Regions from separate parts of the Acanthopagrus latus genome. Here region 2 is linked to region 1. The links are chromatin contacts, called in public Hi-C maps. All regions are on one chromosome and are shown on one strand. The core of a region is the stretch at or near the end of the contact, and the rest is flanking DNA. Distances in the headings are between cores, read along the strand shown. Region 1 holds the start of mapkap1 (target of rapamycin complex 2 subunit MAPKAP1). Region 2 holds the start of scai (protein SCAI).

Region 1 (4,574 bases), core at 59-2,558:
TCCAGACACTTCATAAGTCATCTGCCATTCAACATGTTACAACATATTTTAGATATAGTGTTTGATACATTGTTACTACTATTAATAGTATTATCATTGTTGTTATTAGCAGTAGTGGTGCTCTAGGAGTGTTTTTATACTAGTGGATAGCATCACTAGCCAGGCGCCACCTAATAGTCAAAACTGATGTGATTTTTCGGTAAAACACTCACGTTTTATCACTGACTCCCCACTAGGATGTTCTTTTGACACTTGTATTGACCCGTAAACAGATTGCCTTTTACAAAACACTGGTTTGACTGGCCTTAGTATTTACACTGTGAACACAACGCTGTTGTTAATTTCAACACGAAGATGAGATCTATTAGCAAGGGCAAAACAATCCCATCCAACGGCTGCATATTAGCATGACTGAGATACCTGAGTTAGCATGATAAAAGTGGCATGCTTTGAGACGCAGTTGCGCTAGGACTTCATCTAACGTTAGCAAACAAACACGAGATACACAGTAACACATCTTTAGAATCATATCTAGTATGTCCCACTGTGTGGGGGAGTTTTCGTAGATTTGTTAAGAGTCGGTTCCTGCAAAGTGCTTCTCCGACTGATGCTAACTGCAGCTAATGCTGAGCTGTACTAACACCAGGTAGTCAAGTTTGCTTCACTTGAAACGAACCATTATATGTGGACAGTTCCATGATTACCTTATCTTACACAAGAAGTGGTACTTCTTTACGTGGTAATATTCTTAAATACCCACACCGACCAGCCTGTGTAAATAGGGATGACTCCCAGTAGCTTTGACGTTAGCTAGCTGATGTAGCTATTGTGTTCCCGTAGCTCGCCATCCTAAACTTCGATAACTTGCTAACTTAAAAAATCCACTACTAGCTAAACCAGCGTTCACCTCACCTCACCTAAAACTAACAACAAGGTATGAAGCTGGCATTCAGACTGTAAATGCATTTCGCCACGAATGTCCGCGCAAGTGGCATAGCTTATATCAACTTAGTTCGCAAGCCTGTACGGCTAACATCCCTAACGCTTTCATAGGGTAACGTTAGCTGGCTCTGGTTAGCTTCCCATAGTTGTCAGTTCATAACGGCGTCCCACCTTTAGAAGTCACATTCGATGAGAAAATTAAATGTCCTCATTGTCCCATCTTATCCACACCTACTCCCAGTGGCGACAGTTACTATTTTCGTGACAATAACGCACTATGACAAAATCACAACATAACTGTAAGTCAATACAGTCTACTGTGCTCAGTCTAGTTGAAGCAGCCCAGTTTCACTTCCGGTTCCATTTCTTCAGAATAAAAGTCGTTATTTGCAACATTTCATGTCGATGTCTGTTCTCCATAAAAAAAAATAAAAAATAATAATAATAATAATAATAATAAAAAGTCTGTATTAATCAGAGGAACATGAGCTGATGACGTGTACTGACCAATTGGCTTCTCATATCATTAGTGCAGTGAAGTTCATAAAGCACTGTAAATGCATACTGTTAGCAAACCAACACCAGATGACCAGCAAACTATTTTTATAATTGTACATACAAGCAGGGCTGTAGCCAGGATTATAGAAATACTGAGGTCAACCCCCACCCATCCATCAAGACATTTTTAAAGATTATAGTATAAATCTGTGCATTTCTCTGCATTTTCTGAATAATATCAGTGCCTGCAAATACAAGAACATTTGAATCAAATTCTGATAGAAAATAAAGGAGATAATTAAAAAATATGGCAAATTTAGACTTAAATTCATTAAACTTGTTCATTTGCTAAACATAAGAATGAAATAGTTCTCAAAATATTTATTCAGCAATTATAAATGTTAGAAACTGTAACTCCAAAATGGCCATCCAAATAAGGTTTATAAATGAACTACACAGTATTATGAATATGAATTGCAACTTTCCTAGGAACAGCTGTTAATAAATCGCTTAAAAAGAATTTCATTGGTTGTTAACAGTAAAATCAAAATTATCTACAGTTTAGTTAACTATGACTATTTATAATAATAATAATAATAATAATAATAATTTGATGTTTTACAAACCATTGAAACATCAAATGATGTTAGTTGAAAACTCCTGGGAGCCTCAGTTATCAACATTGGTTCTCATGCAAGAAGTGATATATGAACACATTTTTTCTTATTAACGTTTGCATGCATGATTTTATTTTATTTTGTCTGTACCCATTGATTTCTGGGATTCACCAGTGTTTTCTTAGTTATGCTCTTCTCTTTGGTAAGAAGGAATTGTTTACACAGTCCACTGTGTTGCTTCATGCAACATTAACAGGGAGTTTTTCGCTATCAATAATAATTAATGATCATCAGGGCTAATTATTAGTAGTCAGTGCTGCCCTCCTGTGACCAGAGAGCAGAACTGTGGAGTGAAAGAGATCATTCACAACCATTACATTAGAGCCTGTATTCTGTTACCTGATTCAATAAAAATCACTGATCAACAAAAGAATTTCAACATATGGTAAGAACTTTCTTTCACAGAATCACGCTTGACTATCTTACATCTCTAGGGTGTTCAATCTGAGACAGGACCCTCTAATAAGGACCAATTAATATCCTCCCCCTCTGGTCAGCCTAGCCCATAAGGAACCATGTTCAGATTGGAATTCCACTAATTTTTCACACAACAATCAGTCGACCTATCTCAGGGAACGCTATACAGCCTTAGCCTACATTTAACAAAATAAACAATAAAAATACAGTAATAGTACACACAATAGGGGGGGACATCACTCGATTTAAACACCCCCGTACAAGATGGGACCTAGAAACCGGGTAATAATGCAGGTTTTATCTCAAAAGCTCTAGCAGTTTACTTTATAATGTCATTTAGCGGTGCATACAGTATTCATAAGAAAATGGGCAATTCATGAATGTTTTACAGGCTATCCTATCGGTAAGCTCCTGCAGTCTCACGTTCATCTATTTTCATCTCTGTAACAGATTATAATTGGTCCTCCACTGACAGGTTTCTATCAAGAATTGGCAAGAAGTGGCAGCGTTCAAACAAACACAACACTGCATCAGTAGTAAATGTTGGCTCCGGGGAGGGAGTGGGGCGAAGGCTCCTCCACTTGGTTGACTGTTCACTCCCCCATCCCCAGTACCCTCCAACAGCTCCACTAATAGCACCCTCCTAACCGCTAGCTGCAGAGACACCATGCAAATATATACAAAGCAGCTTGTGTTTTGGATTCGTTCGGTGTTCCTAGCAATTTCGTGAAGATGCGCGTGTCCCCAAAACTGTGAAAAGCTTTGAGAGAGGACATCTGAGAGGAAAATAAACGACGACCGATCGGATCCAACTGTTAACCTCGCTAGGTAAGTCGACTATGCTACTCAGCTAGTTAGCTAACATTAGCAGCTAGCGCTGCTGCATACTCGGTGTGCCCAAGCGCCTCTATTGCGTCTATAGCCGCTTTGTCTTAAAATGACAGATAGTACAGTGACTTGTATTGTGACTTCTTAAGTCGCCTGGCAGATAACGTACTCTCCTGTGTTAACAGGAACGCCCTAGCCAACATCAAAGTCTGACAGCCTCTGACAACGTTTGTCGCAGCTGGTGTCTTGTTACTTCGAGCGTGCTAGCTGGCTAGCTTGTTAGCTGTGTCTCATAGCTAGAAGCTATCGCTGCTATGTTATCATTCAGCTGGTGTTACAGCTGACGAACCTCGGTCTGCATTTAGGGAACTGGGGTGACAAACACATGCTGGTAATCGTTTTACTGTGATGTGGGCAGGGATATTTAACGTTACAGAAATAGCAATGCGAGTAGACGCTTGGCCAACTAATTATGCAGCTACTCGCATTGCAATCTGTGTTAAACCACAGAGCAGTGGTTAACTTACCTTGACCCGTAATAAGGACATGCGAAACCCAGTGGATCTGTGGTTGCAATTATAGATGTCTTTCTTTTAAACTGAGATGCTGACTTGATACAAAATTAAGTTATATTTATGTAAATGATGAGGGTGTTGTGGTGAATTCGTTATCTATCTAGTTAACTCGATCAATGCTTTTATTCAATAGATTGCTTTACAAACATTTCATGCTGTTCTTAACTCTTTTGTAGTAGCAGTATAATAGTGGCTTAAACCACTTATAAAAGTAGCATTGTCAAGTAAAGCTCTAGCCAAGTCTCACACATGCCCTGCGTTCACTATAAACAAGCACTCTCTTACGTGGTAGATGACAACAAATGATTTGCTTTAAGGTTAGCTGACAAGCTGAGTCTCACTGCCTGGTGCACCCTCTGCCAAATGCAAGTAAAGATAATCTGATTATATGTTATGTACATATTATGAACACACAGATCCGACCAAACATGTTCACAGTATTTCAAAGCAGCTTGTAATGTCATGTGTTCATATCATTATGCAATAAAAACCTTTGAGTGTATTTACAACATGAGAGGTTTAAGAGCATGAATTTTAATGTGCAGATCCTGATGAGAATTTCTCTCTTTTGACATTTTTATTGACGAGATTATTTAAAGAAATGTCTCATTACTAATAACGATCTGTTATTTGTAAC
Region 2 (5,167 bases), core at 3-2,502, 400 kb after region 1:
ATCACTGGAGGCAGATTATCAGATTACATGTAGCTTCCACTGGAGCCACAAGGGGCGTTAAACTACCATTTTTACATAGTACTCTCCCACACCTCATCTCCACAAGAAAGGTCAGAGCCACCTGTATTTGCTCAGGAGACTGTTTATTACCTGGTGATGGTCAGGGTCATCTATTACACTGTAGTGTCCTGGGACAGAGAGGGGAAGGCAGCCTCAGTAAACTTATCAGAAAAGCTGATTCTCTCCTGGGAGTGAAACTGGTTTATTTGCTGGAGGTGTCAGCAAGGAGGATGCAGAGAAAATGACTCAGTGTTATGAACAATGCCTCTCAGCCGCTGCATTCCACCCTGTAGACATATCAGAGGACCTGACTCTCACTTCAGGGGCCGAGACCACCAAGGAGCACCACAGAACACCTCAGGAGGTCTTGTCACTTTTTTCAACATGTGTAATGCTACTTTTCATTATTATTACTATCATATACAATATACAATTGGTTATCAGATGCAGTTACTTTTGCGTTTTTATTTTACTACCTTCAATATCAATGCCAGTTTAATTTTCAGTTTCATCCTACTTTTTTCCATTTGAGTTTATTTTAAATCAACTCTTTTACGTAACTTACTTTTATTGTTATTTTTATTGTATTGTACTATTCTGTTGATACTGTTTTTTGCCTTTACACCTTGAACACTATATTTTGTACATTTCACTGATATTTAACATTTTATTGTCTGAACCTGGGCCCAGTGTGTGACCCTGACCCTGGGGAGCCCACCGGTTCCTACTGGTTGCACTGTACCTTCTCTTTTTAGCAATTTGTGGCGCAAGTATTGACTGTACCCCTTAAATATTGCTGGGTAGAGTTCGAGTTAAAATCAGATGAACTACTAAGAAAAAGCAATAGCTCATCACCACAAACTTAGGTTGGCAGGTTAATCCTTGGTGGTGATAATAACTGATTATACAAACTTTGAAGCTTATAAAAACAAAAACAAAAATAAAAATCTCTGGTAATAAAAATTTGGCTTAAATGTATGAATGCATATTAAGATTAATGAATTGCTCACGCATGTGAATCCAATTTTGTTTTGATGAATACAAATATTATTGTCGGATTATTTATCTCCCAGTAGTCGGACTGGAGTAATTAAAATTCATTTTTGTCATATACTTCCCATATTGTAACACATTGTTACGTATTTTTGCGTTGTCAGTGCTTTTAGTTTGACAAGGTTGACCCGGAAGCAGCTAGCCAGTCGGAGTGTATTGGAGTGTCGCGGTCCTGTCCTCACCCTACCGCCTCCTCCTCCTGCCTGCCTGTCACAGGACAACAACCTTTCATACAGAGTAGCATCTCAGCGTCAACGGACGGCAGTCCCGCTCACACTGTCGGGGGGGATACGGCTCGGTACATAGCGGTCCAGGCTCAGTTACACACAGTGAGATGCCAACAAAGTCGCGCTTCACCGACAGAGCTCGTCGTGGCTTTTGCTGTGATTTTTGAAAGCATCACGGTGGTCCTCCTGTTCATTACGTTAGCCGGCTGGCGAGGTAAGAATGAATGTGTATTACACAAGCAGCCGGTACAGGCGGGCTGTGTAACCTGTCTTTATCAACTTGCACATATTCGCTTCCATTGGCTATCTGTGTTATCCAGACATTATTAACCAGACGTTATTTTTGCTGTGACGTTAATGGAGAGGTGTCCTGACTTCATTTGTCGATGCTGGCGATGACAGAAAGCTGTTCGCGTTACACACTGGTGAGCCATAGCAGTGTTCTAGCTTAACGCCCAATTAAGCTTGGTTTCATCAGTAGCTAACAGTAAGGCACATTAATGTTGACTGGGCTCTTCACTCAACATTGTAGCATAGGAGAGAATTGCATATATTGAACAAAGCTAGTAATGGGTTGAAAACACACCGGATACCCCTGAGCAATGTACTGACACGCCTCTCTCTAAACCTTTTTGACTTAGACGTCTTTTTATGTATTTTGTCTTGTAGCGAAGGACTCATTATAGTTTTTCCATCCAATCACTGCGCCCGCGAGCCTCCTGTCATGTTCACGTCAAAGAGCCCAGTCTGTAAAAAGCTGAATGAGATCTGTCGGGCGTCTTAAGATTCGAATCTCGCAAAGAGAGTGTCTGAAGATTTGAACCTGTTTGTTAATGAAAGATACTATAAGCCAGATAAGGTGTCTAGGCGCTTCTTAACGATATCGAAGATGAGCAAGCTGAAGGGTTTTTTGTTTTTTGTTTTTTTTCCTCAAATTGTGCATTCCTGGTACAGCAGCTAAGGTTATATCCGGCACACTTTCTCTGGCGACACTGACAGCCACCCTCCATCATACAGACACATCTCCGAGGGCTGGCAGTGGACCTATAGTCAGTCATTTCATGGCAGAATAAACTTTACATTGGCTGTAAATGTTTTTAATAGGGCGCAGCGTTAGCTGAACATTGCGACCAGACTGTGTGCTGCCTTGACCTGATTGCACATCATCTTAGCAAACTGGAGGTTGCAGCTACTGTGAGAATGAAATCTGGGACAGCCCAGGTCATCCTAAATAAGGTGGCCATGTGACACATTTCCTCCATAGTTTCTTATTTCTATTAATATTTAAGTAGGGCAACTATAAGACGCTCCAATATTGGCAAATAGTAACTCTATTTAGTTGCAGTAAGGATATCAACATGTTAGATTTCTATATTACTGGTTGAAATGTATGTATTGTTTGATGTATTAAAAAAATCATAAATTAACATTGATACAATTAGCCTTTGGTCTGGTTGCCACTGGATTCAGTATTTTTCAATGAACCAATAATTGATTTTAATGCTATGCATGTTTGCAGGCTACATACATTATTTCTTTTTGTTTGTAATAAGGTGTGAAAAGTCAGGGTCATGACTGGCGCTGAGACTGAGGATGATATTCCATTAGGCGAGAGGAAGACTGTCACAGATTTCTGCTATCTCCTGGACAAGTCCAAACAACTCTTCAATGGGCTAAGGTCAGTTTTTACTTACCCTGTTGTCTCCTGTCTGCGTGGCTGCATTTTGTGATCAAGCATTTACTTCCAGCAGTGAGTTGTAGGAAGTACATGCAGTGTGCAGGAGTGATATGTAAAAGAATCCAGCCAAGCATCCCTAGGAAGTATGTTTATGTTGGATGATCGGGCAGTGCAAGGTGCACGTCCAGTGCCAACACTCAGTGCCAATGCAGGAAGGAGTGTGCTTGTTATGTAAGGGTGTGGAAGGGTGCTGGTTGGGTGTGTATGAGACCAAGAGTTTAGAGGGAAGTGACAGACTAGCTGAACTTAATATATTCTACTCTTATGCTTACTATGTATCGAATTTAAAAGTTCCTATTTAGTACTACTTTGTTATTTAAGTGTTGTATATGTTTTCAAATAATAGATTTATCTGTAATTTAGTCTATTTATGGATATAGGTGTAGATAAAGATAAATACATTTGCAAATTTGTATATTTTATTGCATTATTAGTTAATAATTCATGAAATCATTTGTTACTATTTCTGTGACAACTGTGGTGCTCCATAGGTAAGTTCTGGGAACTTCTGAAGGTTGACACTGTTAGTTCACACCTCTAAATTTAAGTTTTTTTGTAGGGAGTTTTGTTATGCAGTTTCAATTAAATATCTTGAATTTTTCATTTAAGAAACAATTGAAATTACAAACAACCTACATATACAGCTTATTACTGTGATCAACTAAATATTCACTTTATCATACTTATGAAGATCCAGCTTACCTGCTGAGAGAGTGTTAGGCTGTTAGGGTGTGGTAAGAGAGCGAAGGAGGGACACTTTCTGTCTTAATTCTTTTGTAGCTTTAAGAAAGGTCTTATTTTGTTTTCTTCGGTTAAAAGACTGAGATTGCTCAAAATAGTCAAAGTTAGCTGCGTATATACCAGCATAGACAACAAATGTAGAGTGAGAATGCAGCTAAAATATGCCCTTCACTACACAGTAGGCAATGGTTTTAGCTAACTCTCTCCTGTAGAATAAAATGACAGCTTTGCTTCCAACTTGAAACTTTATCAGTGTTATTATGCACCAACATTTTTAAGAGGGTTGCCTGGCTGCTCCCACCAAAATCTACCAACTGCAGTTTGTTTTGTTTTTTTCTTTTAATCGAAGCCAGGGTCGAGTCCTCAGATTGACACTTAACTGAACTGAGACTTAATATTATTCAGTATTTTGGATGTCTTTGTTGTCACATTGTTACGATGGATATCACAATAAGCCCAGAAATACTGTAGAATGGAAGCTGACAGATTGGCCATCTGGAGTAGCAGGAGTAGGTGAACCTGTCATCTGGTGGTGAGCCAAGCAGGACAATACTGACAGAGAGGAAGAAAAGAGCCAGGATAGACGGATACATAAAAGTCACTGATTAGGAAAAATTAGACAAATCAACTGTTCCCTGTTTTCACCCTGTCACCTTGATGTCTTATTTGAATCACTGCCAGTTACTTGATTGTGACCACATAACACCCATTTCAAAGGGCTCACAAATTCAGACCCATGTGAAAAGACTGAAATGGTGAAGTACCCCATCTTTATTTAACTTAGAGGGTTCATAGTTAGCTACAGTAATCAGAGCTTTTTTCGAACATTGATCACTGTGCTAAAAAAAAACCCAAATAGTTTCACACAAACTGACCAGTGCAGCTTTAAATAAGTATAAATCTGGCTGTTGCGTCTTCTCCTCTAGTGATCATCTGATTTGATAGAAATACGTGTAACATGAAAACATCTCTTTATCAATAGATAATTCAGTTTGAGAAGGTTGATTGAGGGCCAGATGTTGTTGTTTGAAGTCAACTGAGCCTATGAAATGATGAAAGGAAGAAATTAAGAATTGGTCCAGTATATTGCAAGACAGTAGTCTTATCTTCTTTATGATTTGTTTATTATATTTATGTAATTAAATATATATTGAAATCAGTAAAATATAAATCATAAAAATATGATGGAAATAGTTAATCTATTTGATTTCAATAATTGGGAAGATCCTTCAAAGTATAGTATTATTATTTCAATCAATTTGACATTTAAAAAATTATGATAATAGTGTCATAACAATGACCAGACAATGTAACAATTGGTGGGTAACGTTCTGAGAGTTGGATAGCG

What was found. Hi-C and Micro-C count contacts between places; a contact is called where the count stands out from the background.
Region 2: a Hi-C map of muscle shows a contact between it and region 1, with 3 times the contacts expected there. The contact joins the promoter of scai here to the promoter of mapkap1 in region 1. A contact is called at or near these places in 2 of 4 Hi-C or Micro-C datasets (both in muscle).

What each region holds. Positions count from the first base shown.
Region 1 is chr12:2,816,710-2,821,283 of fAcaLat1.1, forward strand. It overlaps mapkap1 (target of rapamycin complex 2 subunit MAPKAP1), which reads right to left and starts at 1,309. Exons shown (of 12, transcript XM_037117633.1): 1 at 1,114-1,309. mvb12ba (multivesicular body subunit 12Ba) reads left to right here and starts at 2,991. Exons shown (of 10, transcript XM_037117709.1): 1 at 2,991-3,362.
Region 2 is chr12:3,219,498-3,224,664 of fAcaLat1.1, forward strand. It overlaps scai (protein SCAI), which reads left to right and starts at 1,253. Exons shown (of 18, transcript XR_005078017.1): 1 at 1,253-1,554; 2 at 2,894-3,018.